Regions from separate parts of the Capra hircus genome. Here region 1 is linked to region 2. The links are chromatin contacts, called in public Hi-C maps. All regions are on one chromosome and are shown on one strand. Each heading gives the region's core, a stretch centred on a gene start, on an enhancer-like site or on the middle of the called end of the contact. The rest is flanking DNA. Distances are from core to core; before and after follow the strand shown. Region 1 has its middle 61 kb from the start of CBX7. Region 2 holds the start of CBX6 (chromobox protein homolog 6).

Region 1 (2,700 bases), core at 9-2,508, 77 kb before region 2:
CAAGCTGGTCAAGTCAAATTTTACAGGAAGAAAGAGTGAGAGGGACAGGATTTCCCTTCAAGAGAGTAAACAAACACATTGTTTTCATCTTTCCTTAGTGTAACCAAGCAGGCTCCCCCAGACCCCACCCCGTGTCTTCCACCCACCTCTTTCTTGTCTGTAGAAAATCTTTAGCCTCCTAGGTCTTCCTGAGTTCCAAAGAATAAATTTAATTGAAGAAGTGAGAAAATGCAGAAACAATGGACAACAGTCAAGCAAGACAAAATAATATAATAGTTTAGCCATTAAACAAAATCAGGGGCATTTAGCATCTCCCCGAGGGCTATGGGTAATATTCTGAGCCATGTCCTCTGCGCTGTTTTGCAGATACTGAAACCCCCAGCAAGTGGAAGAAGTTAACTGTATGTTGCCCACGAGCATGTAGACCCCAGATCAACTGGAACCAGAAGGTCAATGATGTTGATTCCCAGTTACCTCACCACCCACCATTCAGAAGAATGTCCACGAGCTGATCACGCACTGCGTGATGCCCTCCCTCACCGTGTCTCTGAAAATTTTTTATCTGAAGGTCATCGGAGAGTTGGAGTGTTTTGAGCACTGGCTGTCTGGACTCCTTGCTTGGCATCTGCGATAAGCTCTGCCCTTTCCTTCATCACGACCGGGTCTCAGTAGACTGCCTTCACTGACTGTGGGTTCATGGACCCAAGTTTGCTTCAGTAACACCAGGAAAATACAAATTAGGACCAATATGAGCGCTTATCCCCATATAGGATTGGAAAGGATGGATGGGATTGGTTGTACAGACGCCTGAGCAATGAGGGGCCCGAGGGGAACAGAGAATGCCCGAGCCCAGATTCATCAGGACTGTGTTCTTTCCCCTCAGGGCTCGCGCATTCTCTGTTCCCCTCGGGCTCCTCATGGTCTCCCAAGCTCTGCCACGGTCACTGTGCCCCTAGCCAATGTCCATCAACCGCATAGATGATGAAGAACCGGATGGGATTCTCTCCAGCAGTGAGAACTGATGGTAAGCAGAATGGATGAACCTCAAACATAAGTGAGTGACAGAAGCCAGACTCCATAGGTTCTGGGAGGAGTGTGTTTATACAAAGCACGGAAAGAAGGCGAGCTAGATAGTGAAGGACAGGGAAGCCTGGCGTGCTGCTGTCTACGGGGGTCGCAAAGGGTCGGACGTGGCTTAGCTACTGAATAACGCCAACAGATGGCGCTGTGAGCGGCGCGGAGCTTGCAGGCCGGGGTCTGCAGCCTGGGCGTCATCTGCGCTCAAGGCGCCCAGCCCACCGCGGCCTTGGGGGCGACGGGCGGCCGCTGTGAGGCCCCTCTCTGCTGTTGGGTGTGTACATTCACGACAAGCATGAATGGGTAACAACTGAAAACGGTGTTGGAACAGGGGGAATCCGCAATTTTGCACAGGAAGCTTTGAGAGTTTTTTTTTAAATTATTATTACTGTAGTCTGCTTACAAAGTTGAGACCAAATTGGAATTGGACAAACAAGAGGAATTCAGTGCTTTGACAAGTGTGAAAGCTGCTAGTGAACTCTGATCTCCTCTCGCAGGAGAAGTAACTGAAATGAATGAAACTCTAGCAGAAAATCCAGGACTAACAGATCTGGGTGTGAAGATGGTTGGCTGATCAAGATGATGCTCAATAACCCTTCAGAACTAGATGAAATAATGAGTGAAGGAGCATATAGGAAATACATAAAAATCTATTGAGGAGTGAAAGTGGAACTCTTAAACTAGTTTGGAACAAAAAACAGACAGCAAAAAAAGATGAACTAACTTGTGTTAGAAATCAGGAGAGTGCTTATCCTTGGGGAGACAAGGAGAGGGAGTAAGATGGGACAGAGGGGGGCCCCCAAGGCGGCTGGACTTTTCTTTTATGATCTACCTGGGGCATTCATCTGGGGAAACTGTATGTCACACCGTAATTAGAAATTTCCTTACAATCCCACACATCACATACTGATTGGTTCAAGACTGAGAAAGGAGTACGACAGGACTGTCTGCTCTCACCTTGTTTGTTTCATCTGCAGAGCACATCATGAGAAATACCGGGCTGGATGAGTTACAAGCCAGAATCAAGATAGGCAGGAGAAAACATCAACAGCCTCAGATGTGCGGATGACACCACTCTAATGGCAGAAAGCGAAGAGGAACTAAACAGCCTCTTGTTGAGGGTGAAGGAGGAGAGTCAAAGAGCCAGCTTAAGATTAAACATTGCAAAAGCTAAGATCATGGCATCTGGCTCCATTACTTCATGGCAAATAGAAAGGGAAAAGGTGAAAATTGTGAGAAATTTTTTTTCTTGGGCTCCAAAAATCACTGCAGACGGTGACTGCAGCCATGAAATCAGAAGACGGTTTGCCTCTTGGAAGGAAAGCTATGACAAACCTAGACAGTGTGCTGAAAAGCAGAGACATCACTCTGTTGACAAAGGTCCGTGTAGTCAAGGCTATGGTCTTCCCTGTGGTCATGTATGGTTATGAGAGTTGGACCATAAAGAAGGCAGATCGCCAAAGAATTGATGCCTTCGGACTGTGGTGCTGGAGAAGACTCCTGAAAGTCCCTTGGACTGCAAGGAGATCAAACCAGTCAATCAACCCTGAATATTCACTGGAAGGACTGAGGCTGATGCTGAAGCTCCAGTATTTTGGTCATCTGATGTGAACAGATGGCACA
Region 2 (2,833 bases), core at 236-2,735:
CTCCGCCACAGACAAACGACTGGGAAATTTGTACTCAGTGACACCAAAAACGGTCCACTTTATATCATTTAGGGAGAAAAGTGGATTCCAGCTAGTGTGAACAATGAGATCCCATTCTGCTGAAAAGAAAATATTTAAATACACATCTATGAAAGTGAAAGTGAAGTCCTCAGTCTTTGTGACCCCGTGGACTGTAGCCTACCAAGCTCCTCTGTCCATGGGATTCTCCAGGCAAGAATACTGGAGTGGGTTGCCATTTACTACATATATATATAACGTACAAAGGAGCATAGGTACGTGTGTTTATTAGACATAGGACAGAGGCTCGAAGAAGATCCATGAAGAGGTTAACGGTTGGATGGATATTATAGACAGTTTCTTTTCTTTTCTTACTTAAAAAATATTGCAAGAACAAGGCTGTTGGTGTTCTTTTTTAAAAATAAAGTTTAAATAATTCAAAATAAAATGAAATGGCGCGGTTTGTGTGGCAGGGGTACTCTGTGCCCTCTCCAGGACAGCCGAAGTCTCCCTTTCCCTCCCCAAATAGGAAGCTGGGCTGTGGTCTCCCCGTTAGCAATGGCGGAACCATTAGAGGAACTGTAGGCGGCAGAAGGATGACGCGGCCAGGGGGCCTGGGAATCAGAAAACAGAGACCTGACCGCGAGGGCGGCTTTTGCCGAGTGACCCAAGGATGACCCGCTTCGGGCCCAATCTGGTATGTAGGAAGCCTGTAGTCACCCCGCGGCCTCTCCTCCCTGGACCGCCCCCCCCCCCCGCCCCCAACCACCGCCACATCTTGCTCGCTGCGTCTTCACCCGACCTCCCTCCTGGTGAAGGCAGGTGCCCGCCCAAGACCCCGGCCGAAAACAAATCCAAGGGATCACCCCGACCTTCCTCGGCCCCATTCACCGTCTCCCCCCACCCTTTCCTGCGGTGGCGTTTTTGTTTTAATTCATCTGAACTGGTTACAAAACCACACTCCCACGAATACATAAATAATGGATAAGGGCGGGGGGAGCAGTGTTTTAAAGAAATTCCCGCAGGGCCTGGCAAGGCAACAGCAAATGCATTTCTGCTGTATCATATTTAACTGTTTGCAAACTTCTGCTGGGAAGCTGAGCAGCGGCTGTAGAAATTCCACCCCCCTTCACCGCCCAGGGCCCAGGAGTGACTTGTAAGGGAGGGTTAAGAGGGAGAGGTAGTCAGCGGTCGGGGGCCAGGAAGATGGAGGGGAGAATGAGAAAGTGTTTGTAAGATTGCACTGTCCACAACCAGGCTTCCCGCAGGCCAAGCATCTCCTTCCCAGGCTTCGGGGCCGCGGCTCCCCGAGCCAGGCTAGGCCCCTTTAAGAGCCAGCGCGCGCCCCGGTCCCGCGTGCGCTCACTTTCCCTAGCAACCGCCCCGGGGGAGGAGGAGGTCCTGGCAACGGCGCACCAGCCCGGAGGGTCACGTGACGGCCCGCAGCTGGAACGCGAGCGCGCGCCCTGCCGCGCGCCCGCCCGCCGAGCCTGAGCGCTGCGGCGCGTGCGCGAGCGGTGCAGCACCGGCCGCGGGAGCAGGGAGTATTATGGGCTGTGGGTGCCGCTGAGCAAGATGGAGCTGTCTGCAGTGGGCGAGCGGGTCTTCGCGGCCGAATCTATCATCAAACGGCGGATCCGAAAGGTGAGCCGCCTCCCAGGGCGGGACGCCTCGCCCCGCAGCCGAGGTCCGAGTCTGTGGGCCAGCTAGGCGAAGCGGTCCCGCTAACCTGGGCTCTCTCGCCCACCCCCGCGCCGTCGCCTCCTCGCGTCCCCGCATCTTCCCCACCCCCACTCTCCCCTTTTTTTCCTTCTCTTTTTCAGGGACGCATTGAGTACCTGGTGAAATGGAAGGGGTGGGCCATCAAGTGAGTGTCACGGGATCCAGGAGCGAGGGGGGAAGGGAGGCAGCGGACATCGGGGCCTTTTTTTTTTTTTACCTTGGGGGGTGCGCACATTTGCTCCCTCGCATGTGCCTCTGCTTCTCTCGTTTTGTTTTTTATTTTGTGCATGTGTAACTCGGCAGGTACAGCACTTGGGAGCCCGAAGAGAACATCCTAGACTCGCGGCTCATTGCAGCCTTCGAACAGAAGTGAGTTTGGGAAGCTGGCAGGGGCGGCGGGGCCGAGGCTCGGCTGGGGCGCCGCGCGGGGAAGCGGGAGGGCCGGGGAAGGCAGCACGGAGTGGGGCCCGGGAAGGGGCTCGTTTTTAACCTCGGGTGTTTCTCTGCCGCAGGGAGCGGGAGCGTGAGCTGTATGGACCCAAGAAGAGGGGACCCAAACCCAAAACTTTCCTCCTGAAGGTAACCTGGCCCAGCCCCAACAGCCCCCTCTCGGGCCCCTAGCCCGGGCGCAACACGGGGCCTGCAGGGGAGGGACAGATCCGCGGCCGCCCTCGCGGGCGGGCCTTTCGAGAGGGGGCCCCTGCTGGGCAGGGGGTGGTTGTGAGACCCCGACGAGCCCCTGGCAGGCGGCCCTGGCCATCTCCAGCTTCTCAGCAAGAGGGGCCTGGGAATGGGGACGAGGAGGGAGGATGATCCTTGCTCACAAAACCAGGGTCTGGGGAGGCCAGCAGGAAGAGGGTGGATGAGGCAGGTGGGGGCCGTCCACCTGCGGGGGTGGCAGGGAGGTGGCCTCTGCACTTGAGAGCTCTGCTCTCCCCCAGCCTTGAGCTGGTGGGGCTCTACCTGGAATTCATGTCCAGAGCAGGAGTGAACGTGATCTCCCTCATGGTGCGGAACAGGGAGAGGCTTTTTGGGGTGGGAGGCTGCCTCCCTGTCTCCAGCTTGCCTCTCTCAGGATTTATTCTGCATGCCT

What was found. A called contact is a pair of places that touch in the nucleus more often than the background predicts.
Region 1: a Hi-C map of blood shows a contact between it and region 2, with 3 times the contacts expected there. The contact joins the enhancer-like site here to the promoter of CBX6 in region 2. A contact is called at or near these places in 2 of 5 Hi-C or Micro-C datasets (blood and liver).

What each region holds. Positions count from the first base shown.
Region 1 is chr5:109,472,484-109,475,183 of ARS1.2, reverse strand. No RefSeq gene overlaps it. Among named protein-coding and RNA genes, the nearest start is that of CBX7, 61 kb to the left of the region's middle. Within about 2 kb of position 1,258, at least 1 of the 5 cell types and tissues checked has an H3K27ac peak or open chromatin away from gene starts, as enhancers often do.
Region 2 is chr5:109,395,210-109,398,042 of ARS1.2, reverse strand. It overlaps CBX6 (chromobox protein homolog 6), which reads left to right and starts at 1,485. Exons shown (of 5, transcript XM_018048780.1): 1 at 1,485-1,662; 2 at 1,842-1,885; 3 at 2,044-2,109; 4 at 2,253-2,319. The coding sequence starts at 1,594.